Regions from separate parts of the Capra hircus genome. Here region 2 is linked to region 1. A link is a contact called in public Hi-C data. All regions are on one chromosome and are shown on one strand. The core of a region is the stretch at or near the end of the contact, and the rest is flanking DNA. Distances in the headings are between cores, read along the strand shown. Region 1 overlaps GPNMB (transmembrane glycoprotein NMB). Region 2 holds the start of KLHL7 (kelch-like protein 7).

Region 1 (2,814 bases), core at 124-2,623:
AACTCCGGGAGTGGGTGATGGACAGGGAGGCCCGGCGTGCTATGATTCATGCGGTCACAAAGAGTAGGACACGAACTGAGCGACTGAACTGAACTGAAGCTCAAGTTATATAGAGAATTAAAGTTAAATACAAAATACCATTAAGGCATCTACATTCCAAAAGGCCTATGAAGATCTCCAGAGCAAATTTTATTCCAGAATTTCGAGGATAAAAAGGAAAGGCAATTCTGTTGTGAGTAGCAAAGGAATCAGATTAGATGAGTCTGCAGATTAGATGTGGAGAAGGCAATGGCACCCCACTCCAGTACTCTTGCCTGGAAAATCCCACAGACGGAGGAGCCTGGAAGGCTGCAGTCCATGGGGTCGCTAAGGGTAGGACACGACTGAGTGACTTCACCTTCACTTTTCACTTTCATGCATTGGAGAAGGAAATGGCCACCCACTCCAGTGTTCTTGCCTGGAGAATCCCAGGGACGGGGGAGCCTGGTGGGCTGCCGTCTATGGGGTCGCACAGAGTCAGACACGACTGAAGCGACTTAGCAGCAGCAGCAGCAGATTAGATGAGCCCAATGTGGTGGACAGGATGGGGGGACTCCAGGCCAGAGGGTAGGGCTCTCATTGCAGTAAGAATTCAAATCTGAGAAAGCAGAGTCCTTGTTTCCTGTTCATGGCTCTGTCTCCTGCAGACCAGAGCTTGGGACATGGCGGCACTCAATTAATGATGGTTGAAGGATCAAAATCAGTCTGTAAGGGGTGATTCCTGGAAAGCAGTCTCTGAATTTTTAGGTTATCTATTCCAGCAGCTTTTGGACCACTCTGAAAAAACTTGAAATGATTTCCTACCTCCCAAAGGCCCCGTCGGAAGGTGGGCACCTTCACTCCTTGGATAGCCATCTTCTCATCTTAGCCTGTCACATAGATTTGGAGTTATCACATATTCCGGATATAATGAATGCATTTAAAGTATTGCCTTCTAAACTGTTAAACAATTGAAAATTCAATGAGGGCAACCAATGTTTATGAATGAGTCGGAAGTGTTTAAAATGCAGACATTTATTAAGAGTCTGAGGAGTAAGAAATTCCCAGAATAATTTATTACCTACACATTTCAATTTTGTTCGGAAGTTCTAATTCTCAGCAGACATTAATCAAGCCATCCCACTCTCTTTTAGGTTACTTCCCCCATTTCACAGATAGCAATTCGGTGGAAGTTAAATGACTTGTTGCCAAGGTCACACGGAGAATATAAATCTAAATAATTCATGGTTTCAGTTCTCTCTCCTGCCATTTGTTAGATTGAAACCGAGGGAGGTTTCCTGAGGATTTCAATGGCTTCCCTGGTGACTGACTGTATATATGCTGCTCTCTGCTGCCCTCTGTTGATAGGAGAAGGCAAGAGTGGATCTCAAGACTACTGTTTTCTCCAAGTTAGGTCTGGGAGCAGCTGTACCAACATCACATGGGAACTGTTAAGAAACAGAATTCATGGGGCCTGGACCCATAATTTTGGGGGTTGGGCTCAGTAGTCTGTGTTTAATAAACCTACAAGTGATTCTGCTGCAACTTGATATTACTTTTCTGCTTCAGGTATGAATGACCTGGCCTCCTAGTTATCATAAAAATGGCAAGCCCCTTCACACTGCTTCCCACATGTAGTATCCGTACCGTTATGCCATATACGCAGTACTTTTCATGTCCGTTCATTCTTCCAGAGCAGCCTGCAGGAGCCCTGTGAAGTGACGTTCCCTGGTGGCTCAGATGATAAAGAATCCTCCTGCAATGTGGGAGACCTGGGTTCAATCCCTGAGTTGGGAAGATCCCCTGGAGAAGGGCATGGCAACCCACTCCAGTATTCTTGCCTGGAGAACTCCTATGGACAGAGGAGCGTGGCAGGCTACAGTCCATGAGGTCACAAAGAGTCCAAAACGACTGAGCAACTAAGCATAGGAAGCTCAGCACACCAACTCCTTAAGAAAATCTTCACCTATTCTTAAGAAAACTAACAATTCTGTAATAGCATTTGGTATCCAGAGTGTATTCAGATTTCCCTCAGTTGCCCCAAAGAATGTCTTTCATGGTTCTTTTTTTTTAATATTAGGATGTAATCTAGGTTACTAAACGGCTTTTGGTTATTGCGTCTCTATATTCTTTTAGCCTAGAATATAGGTCCACAAACTATGGCCCATAAGCCAAATCTGGCCCGCCACCTGCTTTTGTCAATATGCTCAGGCTGGAACAAAGCCATGCCCTTTCATTTATGTATATGATGGCATTTCTGCTACAGCATTGGAGTTGAGTAGTTGCAACAGACACCATATGGCCCATGAAGCCTAAAATAGTTACTACTTGGCCCTTTACAGAAAATGATTGCTGATCTATGACCTAGAACTATCCTCTCACATTTAGTTTTATTATAATACTGACTATTCAAACAAAGACTCAGAACAACTGCTTGTAGAAAATCTTCTTTTAGACTGGTGTAATTATATATATACATAATTCATCAAAATTTCATATTATTGTATCATATACTTAAAAACATAAAATACTCAGAAATTATCAGCATTCCGTGGGACAAAGTTACACAACTTTTTATGTGTCAAAAGTATACAGGAAAATTGAAAGGCAAACAAAAATTAGAAAAATAATTCCAAGATCTGGTCTCTTCTCATACTTTATTTTTCAGGAAAGAAAAAGGAATGTCATGACTGACACAGGGTAGTTTCAGTTACAAATGAAAGTAAAATCCTTACTGATCACGTTTCTCATTGGAATAGAGAAATGGGTAGGGAAACCAGAAAGACTTCCTTCTTT
Region 2 (2,814 bases), core at 160-2,659, 130 kb after region 1:
ATTCCTACCTGAGGAACTAATCCTACAAAGCCGCAGGAAAAAAGAAACCGACCTTCAATAAAGTCCGGAGACCAGCTGTATGCTCTCAATTAAGTTCAAGTCCCAATCTGGTTTGTGCAGTTTCAGCACCACCAAATGAGCAAGCTAGGTTTTGCAGTTACACTCACATCCTGCTTTTGTCATGAAAAACAGGACCACAGACACAAAACTGAAACATTCCCACAGATCTCCCTGGACGCACATTTCTACAAACAAAGCTTCCAGGATGAGGAAAATGACCAAGCGACTTTTCTGGTCTAAGAGGCATTCATAAACAAACAGATTCTCTGGTCTACATTCTTTGGCGTTAAAACCCGTTCTTTTCACAACCCACCTTTCGCCGACGTGCCGAAGACTGTCACTAAAACGCCACACATCAAAGACAGAACAAAGACTCCTCTTAAGTAACAGAGGCGCAAGGGGCCCTTAATGGATGGCACGGAATTCATCCACGACTGTTTCTGCTCTAAATTAACACGTACAAGAGACTGCCTTCTCCTAGCTCCACCCCGGTAACACAGAAGGGAGGCGGGGATCCTTATTTAAGAGGAGCTGATGTCAGGGCCAGCAATGCTTCTCCCTTCCTCGAGGGCTTCGGTTTGGGCTGTGCCAATGGGATTCTTCGCACGAGATCTCACGGCAGCTAAAAACGGCTGGCCAATGGAGGGATGCTCGGCTCACAAAGAGATAACTAGGGCACAGCTGTTATACAACCGATACCCGACGCCGGACGCCAGTCCGAGAGGTCCCCTAGGAGTCTGACCTGGGAGCCACAGCATCGGCGGACAACGAGGCACTTCTGCTGGAGAGCTGTTTAACGCGACCCTCCACCAGCAGCTGCTTCGCCGGCGTACGAAAATGCAAGGAAGGGCGAGGACAGAGGAAGAAGAGGGTCGCGATCCACGGGGCGCGGGTTTCAGCCGGGTCCGTCAGGGGCCCAAGCCCCGGACCACCTCCCCCACGCCGACGGTCACTCCCACAGAGGCGGTACCTGTTTCCGCATGTTATTCATGACGCCCATGAAACCTGCCAACAATTTGGCTTCCTCTCGAGCAGCAAGTTTCTTCTCGGTCTTCTTCTTGCTGCTCTTCTCTACCCCAGAGGCTGCCATCCTCCTTCGGTCAGCGCGGCTCACGCCCGGGACTTGCCGGGCCGGGCGAGGGGTTGCACTTTCCAGGCACGCCGGGGGTTGTGTTCACCAAAGCACCGAGGCTGGGAGAGTGGCTGGCTGTACCACTCCGCCTGCGGAAGCGCGGGGACGCCGCAGACCTTGCAGTAGGGCAAGGCCAGACGACCCGCTCAGAAGATCGCTGTAAGGCGATGTAGTCGCTGGGCTGCGTCTCCAGCAGAACCGGAGCCCGGAGGAGGAGCCTGCGCACTTGGCTCGAGGGGGCGGGGCCGCTAAGAAGGAGTGGGGGGGCGGGGTCTACGCGTCAGAGCCGCGCGCCTCTCCGAGCGGCTGGAGGCCGGTGCCGAACGTCCTTTCCGTGCGCCGGCTGTTTTGGTTTCTAGCTGTCCGGAGTTGCGCGTTCCTTTCCCTTTGCCCAAGACAGGTTTTACAAATTTGGCTGACGTGGCGAGATTATCTTTTGGGGATAATTGGGTGATAGAAGGCATTAAAGAGCGTCCCGTTAGCGTAAACTCCGTAAGGACCAGCGTCGGTGTTGCAGTATCAGAAGATGACATGCTGTAGGCGCTCAATATGAAATGGGAGAAGACCACCGCGTACTGCAAGTTAAGGTTTATTGCATGGAAAATAAGGTTTATTTGCTTGGGAGTCATAAAGCAAGGATACACAGTCCCCATTGGTGTTTCCCTGATGTGGAATGGCTGCCTGCTTAGGCTGGTTTACTTCTCAGTGTTTGAAACTAAGATCAGGTGTCAGCTTTTCCAGAAATCTCCAATTAGGCTTCCCATAGTAATCATAGAACTCATGAGATGCTTTTTGTAACTATAAATCATATTATTTCTAGCATATAATATCTATAATATAAGGTTATTTGAAATTTACATTTGAAAACTTATACATATCCCTTTAATTTTCTACCTAGGTCTGTATAGGAATATGGGAGAAGGAAATGGCAACCCACTCCAGTATTCTTGCCTGAAAAATCCCGTGGACAGAGGAGCCTGGTGGGCTGCTGTCCATAAGGTCGCACGAAGTCAGACACGACTGAAGCGATTTAGCATGCATGCATGCATGCATATAGGAATGTATAGAAACATGCTTTAAGTAAAATAATTGACTCTATCAAAGCATTATACTTTCTCTTGATTAGGAGAAAGCAATACAGTATAATTCAAATGAAAGAGCAAGTGGCTTATAAGGCGCTCCAAAAACAAAAATCTAAGCAAAAAAAAAAGCTTTAAAAAAGGGAGTTTCCTGGTGGTCCATGGTTATGACTGTGCTTCCACTGCTTCCACCTGGGGTGCTGGTTGGATTCCTGGTGGAGGAAGGTGCAGCCAAAAAAAAAAAAAAAAAATCTAAGCATTCTTAGAAAAGAATAAGACATTTATACCTCTGTGTACCTTATAATTTTTTTTAATCTAAATGTTCTCAGATCTTCTGTTTTAACTAGTCAAGACAGTCATCCTTGAGTATTTGCAGGTTGGGTCCAGAAGCTGTTGGGGATACCAAAATCCACAAATGCTCAGAATCCCATAGTGAACCCTCCATATCCATGGTTCTGCAACAGGTGATTCAACCAATTGTGGATCATGTAGTACTGCATGTACTTATTAAAATAAAAAGCACTCTGTCAGTACTCAGTTCAG

What was found. A called contact is a pair of places that touch in the nucleus more often than the background predicts.
Region 2: a contact with region 1 is called in a Hi-C map of blood, with 3 times the contacts expected there. The contact joins the promoter of KLHL7 here to the enhancer-like site in region 1. A contact is called at or near these places in 2 of 5 Hi-C or Micro-C datasets (both in blood).

Annotation. Positions count from the first base shown.
Region 1 is chr4:88,684,793-88,687,606 of ARS1.2, forward strand. GPNMB (transmembrane glycoprotein NMB) reads right to left here. Exons shown (of 12, transcript XM_013963196.2): 11 at 1,666-1,774; 12 at 556-908. The coding sequence ends at 876. Among named protein-coding and RNA genes, the nearest start is that of MALSU1, 24 kb to the left of the region's middle. Within about 2 kb of position 1,374, at least 1 of the 5 cell types and tissues checked has an H3K27ac peak or open chromatin away from gene starts, as enhancers often do.
Region 2 is chr4:88,819,038-88,821,851 of ARS1.2, forward strand. KLHL7 (kelch-like protein 7) reads right to left here and starts at 1,410. Exons shown (of 11, transcript XM_018047321.1): 1 at 1,031-1,410. The coding sequence starts at 1,150.